Linked DNA regions of Mus musculus: region 2 is linked to region 1. Evidence: chromatin contacts called from public HiChIP or PLAC-seq data. All regions are on one chromosome and are shown on one strand. Each heading gives the region's core, a stretch centred on a gene start, on an enhancer-like site or on the middle of the called end of the contact. The rest is flanking DNA. Distances are from core to core; before and after follow the strand shown. Region 1 holds the start of Arhgef26 (Rho guanine nucleotide exchange factor (GEF) 26). Region 2 overlaps Arhgef26 (Rho guanine nucleotide exchange factor (GEF) 26).

Evidence for each region. HiChIP or PLAC-seq counts read pairs in DNA pulled down with a chosen protein or histone mark.
Region 2: an H3K4me3 HiChIP or PLAC-seq map of neural tube shows a contact between it and region 1, with 2.9 times the contacts expected there. The contact joins the enhancer-like site here to the promoter of Arhgef26 in region 1. A contact is called at or near these places in 5 of 484 Hi-C or Micro-C datasets (the C2C12 cell line, embryonic stem cells, epidermal suprabasal cells and 2 more), 4 of 115 datasets of contacts at active chromatin or transcription factors (embryonic stem cells, neural tube and stem cell-derived neural progenitor cells) and 3 of 9 other capture datasets (adipose tissue, liver and pancreatic islet).

What each region holds. Positions count from the first base shown.
Region 1 is chr3:62,336,285-62,342,054 of GRCm38.p6, reverse strand. Arhgef26 (Rho guanine nucleotide exchange factor (GEF) 26) reads right to left here and starts at 3,278. Exons shown (of 14, transcript NM_001081295.1): 1 at 1,482-3,278; 2 at 672-711. The coding sequence starts at 2,558. It overlaps Gm33923 (a long non-coding RNA gene), which reads left to right. Exons shown (of 3, transcript XR_375701.3): 3 at 208-1,037.
Region 2 is chr3:62,378,924-62,384,252 of GRCm38.p6, reverse strand. Arhgef26 (Rho guanine nucleotide exchange factor (GEF) 26) reads right to left here. Exons shown (of 14, transcript NM_001081295.1): 5 at 3,262-3,422. Among named protein-coding and RNA genes, the nearest start is that of Gm33923, 33 kb to the right of the region's middle. Within about 2 kb of position 3,937, at least 10 of the 459 cell types and tissues checked have an H3K27ac peak or open chromatin away from gene starts, as enhancers often do. A contact at or near this core is called in neural tube, where this site is marked.

The DNA of each region.
Region 1 (5,770 bases), core at 2,029-4,528:
GTTTCCGGGCTGCAGCTGGGACCGGTCGCTCTGCTCCCTCCACCCCCCAGTTGGCCCCTTGACCTATCTATTTACAGAGCCCACTAATCTGATTAGCATGTGAACACCTGGCTGAAGCTGCTTTTGTTTTTGAAATTCTCAACAACAAATAATACACAGGATAAAAATTCCTAAGATTATGTTTTTTTTTTTTTTTTATTCCTCCAGAATACCTGCCTTTCCCCCAAAGGTGAAGCTTATTAGCAGGAAAACAGGAAGTCAGAAATGAAACTCAAATGTGGAAATACTGCAAAAAGAATATTAAGAAAGAAAAAAAAAAGTGGCCAAAGGAAATACCACAGGATCCAAGCTTCAGTCTCAAAGAGCCTGAGAGAGGAGCTAGAGCTTGCTCCACACCCACATTGTGAAACAGGTGGGGAGGGAGTCAGGCTAAAGAAATGAAATCTCTCTAGATGTAAACTGAAAAAGGTTAGCAGCTTATAAACATGCCCCCATGGATAAACAAGGTTAGCTGGGTGAACACAGCTCTGTGCTGGATAATCCAAGATAAAGTTGGGCATCCTTGTTTTTTTTTTCATCCCAAGTATCCTTGTTACTGCAGTTAGGTTTCAACTTATAATTGATGTACCATATTGAAGCTGCAATAAAAGTCTGGAAAATTAAATGCTTACCTTCCCCATCAAATGTTCCTTGTCCTTTCAGTATTTTTTTCTAAGAGAAAAACAAAATGGAGAGAAAATGTGTGTGAATAAGCCAAGTAAGTACAGCTATTTTAAGTCAAAAGCCCCTTTCTGCTATTTCCCTCAGACTTCCAAAAGCACATGGCCAAGAATCCCCATGGCAGTTAACCACAACAATAAAATAAAGTGTAGAGTGTCCCCGTTAAACTAGAGAAAGAATCCTCAAATGACCAGTGGTCCCACTCATTTCACTGTGATTCACTCTCCTGGTGACTGACTCTCCCTGACAGCTGGGGGGAGGGGCACATAAAAGTGTTATGTAATGTCTTTCCTTTAAGACTGTATGTCTAAAATAAAACAGGCTTGCTTGTGTATTGCATGTGTGACATTTCTATAGACTGATTCCAGTCGTCTGATTAATCAAGGAAAAAAAAGTGGGGGGGAATGTGACTGCTCTATTGCTTAGATCTACTCCAAAACATTCCACTCTGATTGTCCCTTTTCCTTTAGATCAACGGTAGAAAACAAGAATATTGAGTAAGGACAACTGCTAGGCCCATATCAGGGCACAATACCTCACACCCTCACACAAGTTCTAAGCTATTAGTTTGTCAAAAACATTCATTGATTAATAATAATAAAACACAAACATGGGACATGGTGACTCAAATAAATAGAAAGCAATGCACTGTTCCATGATTTGGGTAGATGAATTAAATTCATGTGCCATGAGCATTCAATTCTTTCCCAACACGTTCACACTGGATTTAATGAATGGCATGTGAGCCTGCCCAGTCCTACCTTTATCCTTCCCAGGCTAGAGAACTTCTCCTTGTCTTCCATTACGGCCTTCAGGACAGGCTGGGACATTCTGTTCTTCTTCTTTGAGCTGGTGGGACTGTCAAAATCAAAGCCGCTGACCACTGCCCTTCTGTAAGACGTGGACCTCAAGCCTCGCCGAAGGGAGCCGGGACTGTCCATGTCGTTGTCGACTTCGCCTTCCTCCCCTTCGTGGCCCAAGGGTGCTCCCAGTCCCTCCACCATGCTGCGCACCTTGAGAAGCCTCCTATGGGACTCCACGTTCTGACTATTGGATTTACTCAGTTTAATTTCAGAGGCAAGGCTTTTTGGGATAATCTGCTGCTTTCCCATCTTGAGGGCCGCCGGGCTGTTGGTACTCAAAACCACGGAAGGGTTTGGGAGCTCATTCCCTTGGGAGGGCAGCCTTTGGAGTGGCAGTTTTTGTTCTGAAGACTTGTGTGGGAGAGCAGGAGAGAGTCTCGAGGGGGCCAGCTCCAAGTCCCCAGCTGGCTGACCAGTTTGTGATACTGGGCCAGATGAGTCGGTTTTATGGGCAAGGCCATTGGCAATGGGCGAAGATACCTTACTGGCAGTCACCCCGGTGCAGTCCTCATCGGTGGCGCAAGAGGCCGGGGTGTCCGGAGTCCGGGAGGCGCGCGACAACAGCGCCGCGGGCGAGGCCACGGTGCCATTAGAAGTGGACTTCGGGGAGCCGCCCGACGCCGCGTAAGAAACCAGGGGTGACTTGGGCCGTCGGAGTCGAGGAGAAGCAGCTCTGTAGTCCGGGGACACCGTGCGACCATTGGTCACCGGCCTCCGATGCGCGCTCAGAAGCTGGGGGCTCCTGGACACCGTCCTGTCGTCCGGGTCGGCGGGTACGCGGACCGGAGTCTGCGGCGTGGGAAGGGCAGCCAGCTCCTCCACAGGGAAGTCGGTGATCAGCAGCCCGCTGGGGCTCTGGTACGACTGTGGCCGCGGCTTGCTCCGGCTGAGCAACTGGAGCGGAGGGGTGGACCGTCTCCGCCACAAAGGGGTGACGCCGTTGCTGGAAAAATCCACCTCGCTTTCGCCGTCCATAGCGGGGCCTTTGAGCCAGCCCCGAGAGGAGGAAAGCTGCTCAGGTTGCCTAAGAGAAAGGAACTTTGCCTCCGGACAACTAGTCTTGTCTGGGAGCCTAACCGGGTTCCAGCCCGGCGGTCACACGGGTGTCGCGCGGGACTCGGCAGCGCCGCACTTACCCGCCCTTTCTCGGGCACAGCGTCTCCCGCCAAGCTTCCCGACCGAGGACTGAGATCCGAGCCGCAGTTGATCAGATGAATCCCGTCTCCTCTGCGTCCTTCCCGCCCCCCAAGCCCGCCGGCACCTAGAGAGCTCGCCGCCACCGCAGGACCCTTGGAAAGAGTTCAGCTGGCTGGGACAGCTCGCCGTGGGACGCTCCCCCGCGTCTCCATCTAGCCGCCCGCCCCGCGCCAGTCCACCCGGTCCCCGGTATGCGGTCTCCAGCGCGCTCACCCTTCCGGGGCACAGACCAAGGAGTACTCCCTGTCCCCGAGGGTGGCCTGGGTCCTTACTAAAGCGCGGAGACAACCGCTCAGCCTGGGACAGCAGAGGCCCGCGGCGCCGGCCCCGCCCCCGCGCTACGCCCCGCCCCAGCACGCCGGGGAAGCTCGCACCGAGGCGCCCAGGAGTTCCCGCCCCTGCCTTCCCGGAGTGCGCTCAGTGATTGTAAACGGGACGCGCACACCTGAGCTGCCTGTCCAGACCCTGAGTGCAAGAATGCAGGAGCGCGGGCGGCCGCCCTACGGGCCAGCTGGAGGGCGCGGTCGCAGATCTGAACACTGCGTGGGAATGGTCGTGAGAGCAGAGAAAGGGCTTCTTGATCATCCCTAGACCTGGAGGGGAAGGTTGGAAGGGTGAAACACTTCGGAGCTTGGTGCTGCTGCGACACTTCACTGGGCCACTTGTGGGCGTCAAACTGAACCTCACTCCGGGCTCTCACTCATCTGCTTGCAATAATGTGTGGACTACAGACAGATTTGCTTGTATGCACTCAGAGGAGACTGAGAGGCCAGGTGGACTATGACTCTACATGTCCTAATGTCCTAATCTTTGTGCCCTGTATGTTTGAAAGTCACACAGTAAAAGTAAACAAAATACAAAATATTTATTAGTGTGTAGTTGTGTACAATATAAATTGAAAATCTGTATGTAGAATAAAATATCGAACAAGAAGTAAATTCCAAATCCTTATTAGAGATTAAGAGGCTGGGCCTACCCCTTCAATCTAGTCTTTTTTCACTAGCTTTATCTAGTCAAGCCAAGTCCACAGTCTTAGAGCCTTCAAGTTTATTTCTTGGCCTTCTGGTTTGTCACTTCATTGGAATTACCCCCGATTTCCCCAACCACCTGATCTCTTTCTTTTTCACATTAACCGAAATTTGTAAATCTGAATGCTTAGTTATATGTCTGTGTATTAGTGCTTAATCTATTCTGCCTTTGCATTGTAGTTTTGAAGAGGGCAGGGGTTATATTTGTGACTCATGCACACAGTAAGTGATAAATATCTGTGGAGTTTGGAAGTAGATGAATAAGAGAAATGAACTGGGCCAGTGATATCTTTTAGATGTTGGTTGCCAAGTTGGCTATGTCTTGGTGAAATTCCAGGTATGTACGACCTGAGAAGACATGATTTTGGTTGATGAGATCTGTAGAATTGGTTGTTAGCAAGACACAGGGCAGGCTCCAAGTGTTCAAAGTTCATGTGAGTGCCCACTGTTTAAAGCCATGCTTCTTTCTGCTTTGGGTGGCAAAAGGAAGGGTGGTTCTTTATGTTTTTCTATAATTACCAAAGTGACACAGTGAAGGTCTTTGATCTCAGAAACTTTTTTGAACTCGAACAAATGGAATCAAAATGTATATCGAAATCATTTTTGAGAAGATTTACTAACAATTTCATACGGAAATAAGTGGATTCTATGTTCATCTATGGAGCCTTGCTGTAGGGGATTTTCATATCAATAATATTAGTTTTATATAATAAATTTAACTTCAGAAAGTTGTGGAGATTTATAAGTGGCAGGTTTAACGTGGATCAGAGTGCAGTCTGTGATCAAAGTTTAAAGACTTCGAGAATGGCCTGAGAAGTTAATGTCCCTGTAGGTCACATGGGTTCTTGAGCTGTGGTGACTTGTGATGAAGAAGTCACAGTCTGCTCACCTCCGTCCTGAGCAACAGCCTACTCCCCAAACAGCATCGAAACAACAAACTAAGGAAAATTGGCAAGCACACAGACTGTGTATTTTAGCCTCCATTTAATCTATTATATATTTTCAAATCTAAGGCGTAGTCAGTTGGTTGCTGTGCTGGCTAGTCTTATATCATCTTTAATATACAACCTAGAGTTATCTGAATGGAGAGAACCTTAATTGAGAAAAGGCCTCTGTAAGGTCCAGCAGAAAGGCATTTTCTTCATGATTGATGGGGGAAGGCCCAGCCCATTGTGGGCAATGCCATCCTGGAACTGGTGGTTCTGGGAAGCAGCACCCCTCCGCAGCCTCTGCATCTGCATCAGCTCCTGACTCCAGGACACTGCCCTGTTTGAGTTGTTGTCCTGGCTTCCCTTGGTGATGAACAGTGACATGGAAGTATAAGCCAAATAAACCTTTTCCTCCCCAACTAGCTTTTTTGGCATAGGATTTTGTCACAGTAATAGAAACCGTAACTACAATATATGAATTGCAAAGCTAGTTAATTAAAATATGACACAATGCAGCATCATAAGGAATTCTTTATACTTACTGAAAAGATATTTTTTAGATTAGCTTAGTCAAAATTTTTTCTTTTGTGCACATATACAAAGTGTAAAATATAAGCAGAGTGAATTGGTTGAGGTTTATACTATTGCTTTAGAATACTTTTGTTTTCACACAGCTACTAATATGCATGGTTTTCCCCTAAAAAAGAGCACCAATAGTACAATATTTCTCCTTTTTTTTTTTTTTACATTTTCTAGTTCAGTGGATTTATTTAACACAAATCTAAAATTTTACTATATTTTAGCTATACAGAATAGCCCATTTAATTCTATTTTGTAGAATTTATTTAAGTTATTTATTTCTTTTAATTTTATTTTGTTTATTTTCATTCCAGTCATTGCCACTCCCCCCACCTCTACCCCCACCCTCCCATCCCACCCCGCCTGCCCCAGTCTCTCCTCCTACAATTCCTGATCCCATTCCTCCTCCCCCTTGCCTCCAAGAGGGTGCTCCTCAGCCACCAGGCCTCCTGCT
Region 2 (5,329 bases), core at 2,688-5,187, 42 kb before region 1:
ATGAGTTACTGCAGATGAACTCAAGCTCTCATGCATGCTAGACAGCACCATACCAACATATCCCTACCCCTTCCCTTATATTTGGATTAAAATTTTATCTTTCAAATAATTAAACTGTAGTACAATCTAAAATACTCCTCTTTGGATCTCCTTTATATTATTAATATATTATGAATTTTTAATATTTTAAAACATCTTCTAAAGTATTTAATTGATTGCATAATTATTATTGATATAGATCTATAACTCAATTAAACCTACATTACTGAATTTAAAAGTCTTTCAGGAAACTTTGACTCCCAAATGTTTTTAATTGGTTGACGTGCTGCGTGTTTCAAGTTACTCACAAGACTGAGTTGTTGAGTACGGTGTGACTTTTTGGTCAGCAGTGGATCACTAAACCTTTTCTAGTGCCTAACCACTTCATAGTGGCCATGTGGTCGCAGAACCATGCTGTGCTCGTGTGTGTATGGTGACGCTGATGTAAACAAACATACATTGCTGCCAGCAGTACAGGAGCAGAAAAGTGTAAACCTTTGACAGTGGTAACACCATGAACCATGAGTATCCTTTTATCTTTAACTAATAATATGCACACTTAAAGAAGAAAAGTTCATGCAGCCATATTTATTCCTTGTTACACTGGTAGGAACTTCTTGTATTACATATTTCCTGTGTCTTATTTTCTCTTATGCTTCTTTAATTCTGTTTTGTTCATTGTGGCTGTAAGAGAAACAGTTAGCATCTTCTACATGTATATTTCACTTAGGTGTGTAGCAGGCTAACAGTCTAGGTTTGAGCAAGTGCACTCAGTCTTAGGCATTTTCACAGTGACAAAACTCCCTCCCAGTGATGGATTTCTGAGATCTTATCCTGGCTGTTAAGCAACACAAGAGTATAAGCTAATGCCATGGTTAGTACCCTAAGGCTTCAATGTTCTATGTTAATTATTTAGAATAGTCTACTTACTGTGCTAAATAAACCACCATTAATTTAATATCAGTTGAACTAGGGTATGATCTAGAATGCTTTAATTTAAAAAAAAAAATGAAGAAATACTGAAACTATATTGAGATAAACCATCTGCTTATAAGACAGACCTCTGGAAAAGTTGTAGAGATGCCAGGGCTTTTCTATTCTTAATGAGAATACAAGGTGCTTCAAATATTTTGTGGGGAATTTTGCAATACATTACAAAAGTTTCTAAATGTTTACCCTTTGATACTGTAATTCCTCTACAAATATTTTCCAAAGATAAAATAACTAAGACACAAGTCACATACACAAAGCACAACTCTCAAATAGGGAGAATGAATAAAAGTCTATGTCCATAAGTAGAGGACTGCATCAAAGAGCCGGGACTCAGCCTCTCAATGGAGAGTCATGCAGCCAGAAATAAGAATGACTGTCTTCATAAATGACTAGGGAACAATCTCTAACTATCTCATTATGTGAAAAAAGAAAGGTTGAGAAAAGTGTAAGAGATATGCCTGTAGTATCTAAGGGAAGCAATACAATATATGTATGTATACATATGTACACACAAACTTATATTAAAGACAAAGATAAACAGTAACTTTTGAGAGGAGAGTAATAAGACAGCTCAACAGCTAAGGGCACTTGCCACAAACTTTGACAACATGAGTTCAATTCCCAGAACTGACATGGTGAAAGAAAACTTATTCCTGTAGGTTATCCTCTGACCCACACCGCATCCCTACCCCCAAAATAAATGGGATAAAACTCAGCATTTTTAAAAATTTGAGTATACAAGGAGGGAGCAGCGTGGTTGAGAAGATGGGCTTCTTGGTTTGGTAAAACTATGTAAGCTTTACAGAGCTTAAACTCACATATTAAAATTGCACAATTAGTGCATGTATTTTGACGGGCTTAGACTATGTATAGACCACACACACACACACACACACACACACACACACACCTTATTCTATAGGTGTGATGTGAATTTGGACTTTTTGGTGTTTGGTTATCTACTGAAGGTCAAAAAAACCATCCAGCAATGACCACCTCCTGAATTCTTTCAAAATATCAAATGCTACTAAGGCTCTTCAGCTGACTCTAGATCTAGAGCAAGAATTATAAAACTGATCTTGAAATACTACATAGCAAGAAGGCCAGAGGTTACTAAGACTAAAACTAGAAAAACTTGGACATCAACAACAAAGCAAGGCCATCACTGGGTACACTGACAGGCACATGTCCATTTCCCTTCGAGAGAACTGTACCTTACTGCATGAACAAGGCACACTGGACTAGAGAAAGAGCATTCCGCAGTCCTTACTGACCTGACAGATCTAAGAGGGATCAGCACCCACTATGTTCTGCACCCACTCTGAGAACGGCTGCAGAACTCATGATCTGGTGACTTTGATAAATATTTTGCAATGAAAAAGTATTCTTTTTAAAAGGGAGAGACTTTTAAGTATAGACATGTAATGGCTTGTAAAACTTAGCTTAAAGGGGGGGGGGATAGAGAAGAATCATTTTCTACAATATTACCATTGATCAAAAATGAGAAAAAGTTTGTTTTCTTATATAAATCATCATCTATTTTGTAGGATACGTACATAAGAAGGAAGGACCGTTTGCTCTAGATGCTTTTCAGGTGGCCAGCAAGCAGTACACAAAGGGAATCCTTACCATATAAGTTTTTGTGATGTCTTTGTTTTCGAATAAATGAACCTATTACACACACACACCTATACACACATAAAAAACCACATAGAATAAAACTATAAAGAAAAAAGGAAATGTTTTTCCTTACTAAACACTACTATCAGTAAAATTTCATCTGTGTATACCTGAAAATATTTAAATGAAAAGAAGCAAATCTGCTTTTGAATGTATGCAAAAGTATCACAAAAGATAGCAACCTCTTGTGGGAAGACGCAAAAGCAAAGCAATGAAACACTCTGTTAGAGTCTACCCAAAGACTGCATCCAAAGAACAAGCCTCTCTCGCCCAGAACAGGCTTCTGCCTGCTCCTGTAAACAGAAGAGAAGGGAGAAACAGATGCAGAGAAACAGACCTGAGGTAGCTCCCTGCTGAGACAAGTAGCAAGGGCAGATGCTGACTATCTAAATGGGCCACTCGAGACACATCTTAAAATTGACTTCAAGATATAAGGACATCAGCCAGTTGGGTGGTCCAGAGACTTCCAGACCCCACTGGCAGAGGACACAGGTGTGGCCTGGTATGTGCTGCCCCAGACTGGCCACAGGAACACTGAGGACCACTTACTTTTTGCTGGCCTCCCAGACATCGGTAATGTTGGAGAAAAGGTGATGCCTCTCGGTCTTAGTCATTGTATCAGTCAGTTCCTTAGAGTTTTTAAACATCCGTATCAAGATCTCCAAGCTGAGTAAATAAGAATGCTCTGATGATATGACTTCAAAAATTGCCTGGGAAAGAAAAAAATAAATTATGTCAATAATCATTTCAACTGAAGAACTAAACACAGGCTCCACTGTTGTCTACAGGAATGGCATGGGAACTTCATGACCAAACTACCGTCTTCAGAGAAGGCATGTGTACCCAAACTGAGGACTGTAACCATCTGCACATAAGGAGAAGTGGAAGAGTCAGGATGACTTTCTACCAGGTCCTGAGGTCATGCCTTTGCCACAGGGTACAATCTATGGAAGGAAATAGGGCATGTCATAAAATCTCACTGTGACACTAATTAACCTTTGGGGTCATCTCCTCCAGCCCTGCCTTTAAAGTGCACTGCTTCAGGGAGAATGAGAATTTACGATCATCTACTCACAACTGTCCCCTCGCTCCCCTCTCCTGCTCCATCTCTCTGTGTGTCTTAATATGACTAATTTGCAGTCGACAGCAGCAAATACTGTGTGGCATGCCTGCACCTACCCCGAGAAGGTTCTCAGCAGCCACAGGAATTCCTTTATATAACTCATACAACTGAAAGCAATTTCATCTGTTCAACAAACCACCCTTCTACCCTCCCCAGTGTCTCGAGGGGGAGCAAGGCACCCTCGGCAGAGACTCTTGGTGACAGACACAGGTTTCTGATAACTATGGATGATGAAATGCCAGGCTACATCTAGAGACACCAACGCCCTGTATAAAGAATTCATCTACCACTTCAACAAAGTCAGACTTAGATTCTTTACTAAGGGGAATGCTTGAGGAATTTCTCCGTATGTGGGGTGGAGTGTTATGTGTAAACATTCTTCCAAGCCGGGTACCTTGACCTCTAGGTCTTGTTTCCTTCAAGCCCCTGCCCCAAGAGCACAGAGGAAAGCAGCTAGGTGGGAGGAGGACAGACACAGGCAGGTGGATTCCCAGCTGCTGCACAACGGAATGTATCTCCTACATCAAGTTAGCAGAGCTAATGTCAACATTTGCTGCCCTTTTTAATATCTGTAAGGTTTTGGAGGCCTTGACCTTAAAATGCTGGTCTAACCTCAGCTAAGGGAATAATGGACATAACTACTTAAAAGTTTTATTTTAAAATTTGCATTTTTAAAATTTTTTTCTTTTTCTTTTTTTAGAAAATTATTTTTTAAAAACGATTTAAAATTTTTCATTTTAAAGAGTAGGAGCACTAAGAGTTAGCTTGGACCTTGTATAAGATTATACAATCAACAAAACTGTCCCTAAGAAATAAAAAGTAAATAAATAAATAAATACACAGAAAAAGAAAAAGAAACTAAAGAAAATTCTCCATTCCTGAACAAAACTAATGGTAATAGATGCTTAATGTATTTGGGGCTTTGGAATGACTTCAAATATTTTCAACACTCACACCCAAAATACAAAGACAGACAAAAGATGTATTGAACGCCACAGCAGAGATCACACGCAAAGGCAAGTGCTCACTCCTCTGTGGGAGAGTTTATGGTGACAATGGTTGACTGTGTAACTGAAGAGGCACTGACTACGGCAGAGCAAGCAAGGGTTAGCCTGACGAAGAGACAGGAGGTACGAGTGTGAGACTGAAGCATCCCATCAGACACTTAGAATTCAACAGAAACAGACAAAATTCAAACGCATAAGATTTAAAAGTTGGATTTTTTTATTTTCATTAGACTTCAAACTTTGGAGAAATTCTTGAATATATAAGGAAAGAGAAGTATCATTTATTCCCCAATATTAAAAAAAAAAAAGTCCTCCTCTCTGCAATTGCTTAGTGAATCTAAGTAATCCGAAGAGATGGACGCCATACAGAGACTTAAAGAATGACCTCCATAGGCAAGGGGGTGGTTGGGCGTGCCTTTAATCTCAGCACTTGGGAAGCAAAGGCAATGGATTTCTGTTAGTTCAGGGCCACCTAATCTACAAAGTG